2 separate regions of the Danio rerio genome follow, and region 1 is linked to region 2. A link is a contact called in public Hi-C data. All regions are on one chromosome and are shown on one strand. The core of a region is the stretch at or near the end of the contact, and the rest is flanking DNA. Distances in the headings are between cores, read along the strand shown.

Region 1 (6,843 bases), core at 630-3,129, 180 kb after region 2:
GACCGGTAGTGTATATATAAAACATAATACACTCTTCATCCTTTCTCTACTTAGACTTTAATCCTCTAAAACTAACGATCTCTTTTCCATTTCTATTTGATTTATTTTCTTTAAAATCTCTGACCTTCTAGCTGTAAACTCTCTCTATTATGTATATTTATAAATAACTGCACCAGACTAACTAAGAATGAAAATTATTTTTTATATTTGTGTGGTTTTGTTGCTGTGATACTTTGTTACTTTTATGATTCTAATGATTAAATGTAAAGTAAATTTACATTACATTTATTGCTAAAAAACTCTCACTAGTATTACACAAGTCATTTTAAACAGCACAGTTCAATGTCAACATGAGGAAGCAGTTACAATAATAAAATATAAAATACTAATTCTACTACTAATAAAGAATTATTATTATGCTTTAAGCTTTTTTTATTAAATGAGATAGAAACAGTCATTTAGTAATGATGTAATTCAGCAAATAAATAAATATAAAGTATTTGGGTCCCACTTCATTTTTAGTGGCCTTAACAAATATGTACTTACACTGTAATTAATTACATTGTACTTCTTGTGTAAAAATGTTTATACTTATGCTTGATGAAATACCTGCATTTCATTACATCTGTACTTAATTTCAGTAATTACATTTACAATTACACTGTTGACCATCCCTTACACCCCAACCCACTCTTTAACCTACCCATACCACCAAACCTGTCTGTAAGCGTACCAATATCCCACCTTAAGGGCACCAGAAGTGTTCTGCAATACATTATGAACACAGTAAGTACACTGTATTTATATTTACATGTAGGTACATGGTAATTAAGGCCACTTAATATAAAGTGGGACCATCATTTGACCCCAAAACCTGAAAAATGTATTTAACAAGAGATTAAGTGTATTTAGTTTTTCTGTAAATTAACTTTATTTAAATACATATTTAAACAAAAATAAAAACTGGTTACACTTTAGTTTGGAAATCAGTTCTTTACTTTTGCTTCAAATCAAAATGTAATTTGCTGTTTATTACGCTTCTGCTAAGTTAAGGTAAGGTAGTCACAATGGGGCATTAATCAACAACGTTACTAACAGTAAGCATTCTCGCATAATAAGAAAACTGTTAGCAAGAATAGTGAGAATTTGTACCCAAACTAAAATGTCTGTCAAGTCTTGAATTAGGAAAACATTATGTATAAGATATATTAAAAGGATTCCCACAATACTTTTATAAAACGAGTTTCGATTCCTCGACTGCTGTGATGTGCTGTGTTGTGTGACGTCACGAGCTGTGGCCTCTGGCGAAGCTAAAAGCCGCACGAGGTCATTCTGCATAAGCCCCGCCCCCGCGCTCAGCGTTCAATGAGTGGGGCATTTAAAATCAAGCTGGGCTTTCGGCAAAACCCTTCAACAAAACAAGACCAAAACGCCACAATGACGACCCTATCACGTTCACAGGTCAACCCAAATACTATTTTCATTTAAATTCCATCGATTCACAAGGTCAAAGTTGGTTTAATCTGCACGTATACGCGACGGCTAAAGCACAAAGGGCTTCTGTCAGAATTAGGTAAAGTCCTGTCACGCGCTTGGGTTTCTGCTGTTGAACGGCTCGAAGCAGGTGATTCTTACCTTATAAGAGTCTGTGGCGAGTAAAAAATTGAAATCCTGAGCTGCCATCATCGAGGACAAAGTAAAAGCGAAACGATGTCGCTTTGCTGTAGTGTGTATGTGGTCCGATCAGCGTGACACCGGTCTCTGTGAGCTTCTTCACGGCACCTTGCGTGTTTGGTCAGAGAAATGTAGTGAAATATGATCACCTCGGTATCTTGTATATGTGAGGGCGCGCACGGATAGGTCGCATCGTCTAGTATCAGACAGACAACGGGGTGGAAAGGGGGCGGAGTCAGGCTGGACGTATGAACGGTACGCTGCGCACGTTCGGTGATGTGAAAGTGGGCGGAGACAGAAAAATCTAAACAGTAAAAGCTGTTATGCTGATGCCTGTTGCGTTCAAAGGTTGAAGTTTCGTTTTCTTGTAATAGATAATTAAGCGGTGAATGTTTAGAGAAGCTTTCAGTTTTGCTTTTCTTGCTGGAAAAATGGTTTGAAGCCACGTAGACATACAGTCAAGAAAAAACCTAATTGAATATGTTCAGTTGGGTGTGAGCTGATGTAAGAATTGATATAGCTCATTTAAAGTATAAAAAGTTGGTATCGTGTTGTCAAAAATGAATGTATACCTGTCTAATGTAACAACAAAAAGCTGCAAATGTCTATGTATAAAATTATTATTATTATTATTATGTAAAATGTTCAATAAATACTAATTTGTTAGTTTATTGTGTAAAAAAGAAGTTTTTTTCAAACTTAAATCAAAAACGGTCCCATAAGCATCCCATATCATAAAACATATTTTATAAGAATGCATTACTCATTTACATTATTATTATTATTATTATTATTGTTGTTGTTGTTGTTGTTACTAGTATTCATATATAAAGTTGGAATACATTTCAATAGTATGTGGAATTATGTAAAAAATGTTTTAGTCATACTTAAATCAATAACAATCCTATAAGTATAAGAATAAGTCCCTTATCATAAAACATATTTTGTAGGAATGCAAATTTTTTTTTTTGGTCAAGGATATTGCACTGAAAGTACTTTTATATATAAAAGATGATTATATATATATATATATATATATATATATATATATATATATATATATATATATATATATATATATATATATATATATATATAATCATCTTTTATATATATATATATATATATATATATATATATATATATATATATATATATATATATATATATATATATATATAAGATGATTATATATATATCATCAAGATGATCATATATATAGTGAAAATTCATATTCAATGTTTGTTATTGATATTAAATATCATTTATTTCTATGTTGATCTTGCCATAAGATAGCCAGAAGTTCCCGATGTGACAAACAGGTAAACATAAACTTGTATATATTAACTCATAAATCCTGAGTTGTCTCTTAATTTTTTTCCATATGCTTGTTTTATCTCAACTATTTTTAGAGAGGTGTTTGGGCAATATATTGGAAACATTTTTGATATAATGTATTGTTGTTAGAATTAACATGAATGCTGTTCCACAAAATCTATGAGATAAATTGCATCTGAATGACTGCTTAAAGCTGTCAGTTCAACATATCTTTATAATCTCTTTTCCTTTAAAAAGACTTTTAAAAACAGCACAACCTTTATAGTAAATCATTTAAAGACCAGGTGATTAACGTTTAAAAATGATGTAATTAAGCCCAGAGTTGCTCAGAGGATTTGTTGATATTCAGTAGACTCGGAACGCTTGATCAAACAAAATATTATAAAGACTGTAATATTTTGATTATCCAAGGCTCAGACTTGATGTCAGCTTTTAATTAGGCAATCTTTGAAAGCTTTGAAGTTTTCTTACAATTTATTTTTGAGACAATTTTTTTTTTATAACAAAATCAATATCTTATCTAATAACTGCTGGACATTTTTAAGCTGCTATGTTTTTTTAGCAACTTACTGTAAAGTGTAAAGTTGGCATAATGGACTGCTCTGGTTGTATTTTCAACCAAGAAGGTAAATGAACATGTTTGTTACATTTAACCTTTATTCAACATGTTGCTTTATAGGCAGCAGCTTTAAAATACACCATGTATATATGCAATCTGTTATCCACTGACTCAAACTATGATCACAGGGTAGAGGTCACCAGACTTGAAATTTTGAATGCAGCAAATTGTGAAACTTTGGCCAAGCTTGTGTTTCCAGTCTCTTGCATTTGCCTGCATATGAATGGAAGTCAGTCAAACAAAAATGCTAACGTAACCACCCCAAAACCATGTTTAAACCCCAAACTAGTATTTATAAGATCATAGGAAATAGTGCCTACAATTTTTCAAAACTATTCTTATTCACTGTGGGAAAAAATGCCATTTTTACTTAAAAATCGAAGTAAAATCAAAAGTTATGGGTATCTTTTACTCATATGCAGTAATATTGTATATATGTAATTACTTTTAGATTATTTTCTTTCATGTGCTTGTCACTATACCCTTATTTGAGTTTATTGTAATTTTTAGTAATATGATTATGTTTTAAAAGATTATGATTATGAAATCATGTGTCCTCAAATTGTGAGAACTTTATGGTGCAAGTTACACAAATTAGATGCTATATTATGTGGTAAAATGCAAAATGTTGTACATTGTTTTGGTCTAGACAAAATAATTTTTTTTTTTTTATATTATTACCTTTGATAAGGAATAGTTTTTTTTCCAAAATTAACATTTTCTGTACATTTTTTTTTCGACACAGTGGCGCAGTAGGTAGCGCTGTTGCCTCACAGCAAGAAGGTCACTGGTTTGAGCCTTGGCTTGGTCAGTTGGCATTTCTGTGTGGAGTTTGTATGTTCTCCCTGCGTTTGCGTGGGTTTCCTCTGGGTGCTCCGGTTTCCCCCACAAGTCCAAAGACATGCGGTACAGGTGAATTGGGTAGGCTAAATTGTCCATATGTGTATGAGTGTGTATGAATGTTTCCCAGAGATGGGTTGCAGCTGGAAGGGCATCCGCTGCATAAAACATATGCTGGATAAGTTGGCAGTTCATTCCACTGTGGCGACCCCAAATTAATAAAGGGACTAAACCGAAAAGAAAATGAATGAATGGATGTTAATTTTCTCTGGACTAGATGCCTTTTTCCCTTCAGTAAAACAGATTTTTAAATGAAACCATGTTTCTTGGTAATCATAATTCAAGTCAAGAGCTGATGGCTCTTCAGGATTAAAACTTTACTTGTGTCAACACATTGACACATTAAGGGCTTAAGAAGTGAAGCATTTTGATAGCAAAAATCTGAACATTACTTACAGCATTTTACTTTTAATCCACAGCCACTCAAATGATCTTGGGTGCGTACAGATACATGATAGTAGCATGAGCTTCCTGTCACATTATGACATATATGGGCACAAATTTACATGCAAGATTTTGTTTGTTTACAACTATTTGTACAATTTTGATGAAGACACATACAAAAAGGTGCTAAATAGTAGTTAAAGTTGTACTTTTGATCAAGGAAAACTTTAAGAGCAACATAACACTTGATACTGCAGTTTAATGACATTTTAAGCAATTTCTCTCAGTTAAAATTTGGCCATTTGAATAAACAATAGATAAGCTATACTAATGTAGAGCTTCACAATTTTTATAGATTTTTCTCTTGTGAAAAACTTCAATTGAAGATTAATGGAGAACAATAGCCTGATTAGTATTACAAACTAACTTTAATAAGGGTCGCCTTTGGTGCTTCACACCTTTTTATTGAGCATTTTTTGTTTCACCTATAAGGGGGCAAATTTGGAACCCCCTGTGCGGTCACGGGACAAAGAATAAAAATGAAACAAATTTTATTAAACAATTAGTATTACCATATTTTATCCATTACCCAGAGCGGTCAAAAATAGTTACATAAAAAAGCAACAACATGCAAATAAATAGCCATCAGCCTTTCAAATTCTTTTATAGAATTGCTGTGTTTACATTAGACCAGGGATGGGCAAACTTGATCCTCGAGGGCCAGTGTCCCTGCAGAGTTTTGTTTCAACACTAGTCAAACACACCTGAATAAGCTAATCAGTGTCTTCAAGATCACTAGAAATCTATAAGCAGGTGTGTTTGATTAGAGTTGGAGCTATACTGTGCAGGGCAACGGCCCTCCAGGACCGAGTTTGCCCACCCCTGCATTAGACTAACAACACAGAAATAGCGTCAGCTGCAGCAGATTGATTTTATAGCATCAGGTTAAATTTTTGACATCTTTATAACAATCAAATACATAAAAATAAATACAGGCCTCAATTGAACACTGAGGATGATCTCTGAGTGGCGGTCTCCAAAATTAAACCAAGAATAGTCTAGTGAGGAAAACATTGTGTCCACCAGTCTCATTAGGTGAGGTTAATATTAAATTAAACAAATGAATAAATGACTATATAAATTATTGCCTATGGTTGTTGGCCTGTTGCACTTTTTTGGTTGTCAAAATACTTGTGTTTATAGACCTGTTGATGTGTGTGCAACATTTCTATGTTTTGCTGGGAATGTGGGGGTCGTGAATCACTGGCATTGTTATTTTGGGGGTTGTGGGCTAAGTTTGGAAAACCCTGATTTAGTGGAACTGTCACTTAAAAGCACCACTGTATTGCATATATTTTTCAAATTGATCAAATTACAAAGTATTAAAAGTACCCAAAAATTATATTTTGCCTATTAATAAAGCTTCATATGACTTACAAGAAGGCTTATTAAATTTTCTTGCAGTCTTGTCCACTTAAGCATGACAAACATAGTGTATTGTAAGTAGACATGCAGTGGTCAAAAAGTCAAAAGTCTTTCGAAAAAAAAAAATATATATATTACTAGATTTTTATTTATTTTTATTTATTTTTTACCAGTTTAAGTTGCTCAAATAAAAGCAGAAATGGGGAATGCCAGTTTTTTTTTTTTTGCTGCTCACTGCTTTGCTTATGTTTTTATTGACAAATAAAAATATATGAATATACTGAACTGAATTTAACCACTGGTTTTAAAACCACATAAAACAACAACAACAACGCAGCTGGCTTGAGTAAAACCAATTAAAAGCAAGTAGTAAAGATACTTCACTTTCCATGTACCGACCGTCATATCAGAAGAAAAATCTGGATGTGTCTAACATTTCAGGTGGAGAGCAGCTGTTAACAGTCAATTAAACGCGATGAAAATCGTGCTCGAGAGAGAAACAG
Region 2 (6,957 bases), core at 3,748-6,247:
TCCTTTTGTATTTTATTACCCAAATTAATCATAACCTTATATTCCGTGCTATTTTAAAGCGTTGTGAAAAAATGCAGCATATTTGTTTGAGTTGTGAGAGAATGCAGAGCGTTTTCGTAAATTGTTTACGTTATGAGAACATGTAGAACATAGAGATGTAACGGTATCAGAATTTCACGGTACGGTAATACCTCGGTATGAATGTCACGGTACGGTATTTATTGAATCATTTACAGGAAAAAACAAAACTTATGAAAATACTCCAAAAAAGTGCCAAAAGTGTCAATGACATACAAATTAGCCATCTATCTGTAAGCTTTGAAACAGGAACTTCAATTTTAATAACAAAAAATTATTAAACCATGTAAAAAAATAAAGTTTCAATTTAGTATTGTTGAAAACTCATCACATTCAACATTTAATCACTCACTCACTTAGATAGAGATGGGTTTAAAGGAAAATTATCATATAATCTGGTAAAAGCTGGTATCTCTGGGCATTTACAATATCCCCTGCAACAGAAAAAAAACCCTCTCATTTGGGATTGAGGTTTCTGGGACAAGAGAGATATGAATTGGCCCAGGTTGACAGCAGTGGGTAACGTTGTGCATTGTCTTTCCCCCACTTGAGAGGACAAACCATGAGTAAGATAGAGGTCTCATGTCTGCATCAATCTGAACAGTGTGCTGACAACACCGCTATTCAGTACGCGCGCGACAACACAGCTGATAAGAACTCGCGCAACAACACCGTTATTCAGTACGCGTGCGACAACACCGCTATTCAGTACGCGCGCGACAACACAGCTGATAAGAACTCGCGCGACAACACCGCTATTCAGTACGTGCGCGGCGACAACACCCGCTTTAGAGTTTTCCAGCTCTTTTTCATCCCCGCTTCTAGCAGCACACTCCATTTCCGCATTACTGGATCTGTAGTGACAACAGACCGCAAGGGATGATGGTCAAGCATGGGCTGAAGGGAATTGTAGTTTTCGCTACCTCCCGTTCGCTTCATTCACCTGAGCAAATTTTCTCAGAAGACCTATAGTTTTACCGAGTCATGCGACTTCGGTAATATCGAAAAAAATTAATATTGCGGTATGACGGTATTTACAATACCGTTACATCCCTAGTAGAACGTTTTCGTAAATTGTTTGGGTTGTGAGAAAATGCAGCTCATTTTAGTAATTTGTTTGGGTTGTGAGAAAATGCATCGCGTTTTATTAATTTGTTTGTGTTGTGAGAAAATGCAGCGTTTTAGTAATTTGTTTGCATTGTGAGAAAATGCTGCGCAATTTCGGAAATTGTTTGCGTTGTGAGAATGCAGCACGTTTTTGTAATTTGTTTGGGTTGTGAGAAAATGCAGCACGTTTTTATAATTTGTTTGCATTGTGAGAAAATGCAGCGCATTTTCAGAACTTGTTGGCGTTGTGAGAAAATGCAGCGCATTTTAGTAAGTTGTTTGGGTTGTGAGAAAATGCAGCACGTTTTAGTAATTTGTTTTCGTTGTGAGAAAATGCAGCGTGTTTTATTGATTTGTTTGTGTTGTGAGAAAATGCAGCGTTTTATTAAATTGTTGCCATTGTGAGAAAATGCAGCGCGTTTTCGTAATTGTTTGCTTTGTGAGAAAATGCAACACGTTTTATTAATTTGTTTGTGTTGTGAGAAAATGCAGCACATTTTAGTAATTTGTTTGCATTGTGAGAAAATGCATAGCGTTTTAGTAATTTGTTAGCGTTGCAAGAAAATGCAGTACGTTTTTGTAAATTGTTTGGGTTGTGAGAAAATGCATCGCGTTTTATAAATTTGTTTGGGTTGTGAGAAAATGCACTGTGTTTTAGAAATTGTTTGCATTGTGAGAAAGTGCATCGCGTTTCGTAAATTATTTGCTTTGTGAGAAAATGCAGTGCGCTTTTTTCATTTGTTTGCATTGTGGGAAAATGTAGCATGTTTTATGAAAATGTCTTGCATTGTGAGAAATGCAATGCATTTCCGTAAACTGTTTGCACTTTTTATAATGCCATGCGTTTTAGTAATTTGTTTGCGTTATAAGAAAATGCAGCACATTTTCGGAAATAGTTTGCTTTGTGAGAAAATGCAGTGAGCTTTTTTTCATTTGTTTGCATTGTGGGAAAATGCAGTATGTTTTCTGAAAATGTGCTGCATTGTGAGAAAATCCAATACATTTTATTAATTTGTTTGCGTTATGATAAACTGCAGTGGGTTTTCGTAAATTGTTTGCGTTGTAAGAAAATGCAGTGCGCTTTTTTCATTTGTTTGCATTGTGGGAAAATGCAGCATGTTTTATAAAAAGGTGTTTGCATTATGAGAATTTTCAGCACGTGTGCTGTCAAACGGATGGAAATTGTTTCTTAACTTGCTGCCGTTTTTTGTAATTGATTGCGTTTTCTTAAATTTCAGCAAGTTAAGCTCTCTCGGCCACTGTAGAAAAGGAACTTTAAAAAATGTATTAGCTTTTGTGCATATTTTTTAAAACTCCACCAACTTGTAATGCACCATTTGTTGTTAAGCTAATATTTGGATACTGACTTAAATTAAAAATGCTGTACGCTAATGCTAAAAGGCCCATTAATTTTTTTTTTTTTAAATGTGCCAAAAAAGGTGTGTGGCGTAACTGAGAATAATACTTTTTATATGAGAAGAAAACATTGATTCAAGTCATTTCAATGTATTTATTTATAAATTAGGGAATTACCATAGTAACTTCAATATTATAGTTTGGATTATTTAACTTCGGCCCACCCCCTAATTCTGACATCAATAAAAAATTATGTCTCACAGTTCATTGTCGTTGTATTTGCATCTGTATTTTGTACTGTCTTGAGCCAGCACCTAAGCTTTTCACTCATCATAGCACACGTGCTACTGATGATGTGACAACAAAAGTGATTTGACTTGATTTGATTTGATTTGATTAGCTGTTGCGTCATTCATTCAAGATTCTGTTCAAAAACGCTGATCCATTCAGTAATGAAACAAAAGAAGTTTTTATGTGAGTCACTAAATCGTTCATTAAAATCTAAAAAAAGTCGAATTAATTCAATATATTATGATAAACTACAGCAATCGTTAGTACATTACCATGTTATTTAGTTTTATTTCACATAGAAATTTGAAAGAATCCAGCAGCGAATGCAAAATAGGCCAATTGTTTCTGTATTTGCCATGGTCAGGTACAATTTGACAAAAATTTTGATTTGTCTTTTATTTGATTAATAAACTGCTAATAATGCGTCTTTTAACTTAAATATTACACTTTTGTTAGAGCTTAGACATATTATAAAATAAACCACAAATGAGCATTTTACTCAAGCATATATCTATTAATAGCAAATCCATATAACTAATAAAATCTTTAAAGTGGACTCAGATTTTTTCCCCCACATGTGCATAAGTACATTAACATATTTTACTGAAAATGATTTATTTAAAAAATATGAAAAAATAAATAAATAAAATTTCCTCCCTAAAATTATTGAAATTCTGCAATTGTAAAAAAAAATCATGCATTTTGTGTAAACATGAAGTAGTGCTTCCTGTATTTTTTTTTTATTATAAATTATTTTATAATCTAAATAATAACCACAACCTAGGCATGGGACGGTATAAGCTTTTGACGCTATGATAATCTTGGATAAAAATATCAGAGTGTTGCTATTACTGCTTTAAAATATATTCATTTTAAAATGTCTTCATAAAACATTTTACCCTTTGAACACAATATATTTTATTTTAAGAAACATTTAAAGTATTTTGGAACAGTAAACATGTCAGGCTAAATCATTCAAATTTATTATTCCCTTCAGCTGTCTTCATTAGTGTCAAAAACACTGCTTTCTGTACAATTTAAGACAGCATCTTTGAATATATTTTCTGCTGGAGATACTGTTGTCCTAAAACCCAAACAAACACAAAAAACATTGAAAATAAAAATCTTACATACAGTATATCTTAGGAACAGTATTGCAGAAAATGTTGACGGTTTTAAAACCTTGACTTCCAAACCGCGGAATACCTTAAAAACAGTTATCATCCTATGCCTATAATAACCTCTAATGAACATAACTCATGTGATGCTACAAATCTGCAAAGATGACGAGTTGTCAAAACTGAACAAGTTTAGAAATTGCAAAATTCATCTAATCCAACTTTTATAGAGATTAAACACTGATACTGCGATCATATATGTGTGAGTTCATTTGAAATATTGAAGATCTCATTTTCGTCTAAACCAAAAATCCAAATTTGTATTAAAGAAAACATGATTATACAAAACAGTATACTGACAAGTTCTATAAAACCCCCAATCATCCTCTCCACAATAGTACGCCTTTTTTTTATAAAGTTCAATTAACAACTTTAAAATCCATGAACCCTTCTCTAAAATACCCTTAAAGTTATAAAAAGTGCTTCATAATTAAAAACACTCTTGAGGCTCCATTCATTTCAACTCTCGTCCACTTGTTTGCACCCACCAGTGAACTTCCATTAGGCAAGTGCACTTGGGAAAGTGAAAGCAAATAATGTCAAGATCCAGCAGTCATCAGAAAGCCTCCAACAACAACTTTTCAGTCAGAACTACAAACAGCGGCTCTGTCACGGAGCGAGACGAACAAAGTAAACTTGAATATTACGTCACCAAAATAAAATGTTACACACACATATAAGAGGGGGAGGGGGGACGGCAGCAGGTTTAGCTTCTTTGCTAACAGAAACCAGCCATTGGTGGTGGCACTGCTATAGCATGCAACTGGCTAACTGGCAGAACAGACATTAGCAGCTGATCTCGATGTCATCATTGTTCTCTTACCAGTGCCCTGGACTTCGGGGGTCCCGGTGGAGCTCCAGGGAGAACAAAGGCGCAGGCTTTAGTGTGTATCGACAATGAAGATCAGTTCAAAGAGCGAGTGCAGTGCTCAGTGACTGTGGAGGTCTTCACCAGGTGCTTCCATGTCTGTTTACCAGGCAGCATTCTGGGACAAGAACGTCACTGACTGACTCCAGCAGCACGCATGCACAGAGTCCGCCTGTCACTGGACGGGCTGGCGGTGTGTCAATAACAAACGCGCTCACTTCGTAGACAGCATTCAAGAGAATCGTATGCGGGTTTCTAGCGTTCCAGTGCTGTTTAGGGGGGTGTTTTGTTGTTCGGGGTATTTGAACCCGTTTACGATACATTTTCGAGCGTTTTAGACGAGCCCTGATGCTTAAATATGCTGTCTGGATAGGATGCTCGGTTGTTTTTGAAACACAGCCAGCGAGCTCACTTCGTTATATTGTTAGATCAATGTCAAACTGCAGGCATATTGAGGATTAAAACCACTAATCGGGGTCACATACGGGCTAGTCAACTTTGAAATGACTTTGGCGATATAATAATGGAAAACATACTTGCTGTAGCGATAAGTGAATCTTTGGGAGCAGATCTTTTTCAGTTGAACCGATTCACAAAACTGATTCGACTCGCCATCCAAATGAACTAGAAGAATGAAGCATCTCTTTTGGTTGTGTCTATGGTTAACTTATGGTTTATTTATTTCTGTTGTTGGTTGTTTTTTTTTTTTTTATTAAAATATAATTTGTATTTTTTTTAAATAATTTGATTAAATGCATTTTATTGTTTATTTCTATCTTATTTTTTAATATTTTGTATAAGTTTATTTGATTATTTTAACACATTTTTAAATTTCGCTTTTGGCACCAATGCAGTTCCGGTTTGACAAAATTATATATATATATATATATATATATATATATATATATATATATATATATATATATATATATATATATATATATATATATATAAATCCTAATGAATTTGCATACAGTTTTCACATTTTTTGAAAGTATATAATAATGAAAGAAACACAGCAAATCAAATTTATGTTGTGGATTAGGTTTTTCTTGTTCTTTTATTTATTCATTTATTTTCTTTTTGGCTTAGTCCCTCTATTAATCTGAAGTTGTCACAGGGGAATGAACCGCCAACATATGTTTTACACATCGGATGCCCTTCCAGCTGCAACCTATCACTGGGAAACATCTTTATACGCACTCATTCACACATATTATACACCACAGCTAATTTAGCTTACCAATGTGGAGAACATGCAAACACAGAAATGCCAACTGACCCAGCCGAGACTCTTGCTGTGAGGTGATTGTGCTAACCACTGCGCCACCGTGACACCCTTGTCTTTCATCATTATAGAATTTTAAAAGAATTGTATGCCAATACATTAGGCTTTTATTTATGTATATATGACAGTAGTTTTCGAACTAATTTGTAATGAGTCAGTAACAAGTGAATGAGTTGACATGATATATTTACAGAATTTGTGGTGTTTTATTTATTAAAATAACATTTTGTTTTTGTGAGCTGAAACATGACTACAACAAATGTTAATAGCAACTTAAATGAAAGACTGAATCATTATTATTTTTATTATCGTTGGTATTTTCCTGGTTACGCAGTGGCGCAGTAGGTATTGCTGTCACCTCACAGCAAGAAGGTTGCTGGTTCAAGCCTCGGCTGGGTCAGTTGTTGTTTCTGTGTGGAGTTTGCATATTGTCCCTGCGTTTGCATGGGTTACCTCCGCGTGCTCCAGTTTCCCCCACAGTCCAAAGACATGCGGTACAGGTGAATTGGGTTGGCTAAATTGTCTGTAGTGTATTAGTGTGAATGAGTGTGTGTGGATGTTTACCAGAAATGGGTTGCGGCTGGAATGGCATCCGCTGCGTAAAAACGTGCTGGGTAAGTTGGCGGTTCATTTCGCTGTGGGAACCCTGGATCAATAAAAAGACTAAGCTGAAAAGAAAATGAATAAATTAATATTAACTTTCTATATTTTAAAGAAACACTTTTTAAACAGTCTTGATAAACAGTTTCCTAATGCCATAACTATCAAAAACAAATTGATTATACAATATA

Evidence for each region. A called contact is a pair of places that touch in the nucleus more often than the background predicts.
Region 1: a Hi-C map of an unstated tissue shows a contact between it and region 2, with 3 times the contacts expected there. The contact joins the promoter of nampt2 here to the promoter of atxn7 in region 2. A contact is called at or near these places in 2 of 18 Hi-C or Micro-C datasets (hematopoietic stem cells and an unstated tissue).

Annotation. Positions count from the first base shown.
Region 1 is chr11:21,872,372-21,879,214 of GRCz12tu, forward strand. It overlaps nampt2 (nicotinamide phosphoribosyltransferase 2), which reads right to left and starts at 1,880. Exons shown (of 11, transcript NM_212668.2): 1 at 1,636-1,880. The coding sequence starts at 1,686. All of the region lies in intron 2 of LOC141376703, which reads left to right.
Region 2 is chr11:21,685,815-21,692,771 of GRCz12tu, forward strand. It overlaps atxn7 (ataxin 7), which reads right to left and starts at 4,998. Exons shown (of 14, transcript XM_009305965.5): 1 at 4,834-4,998.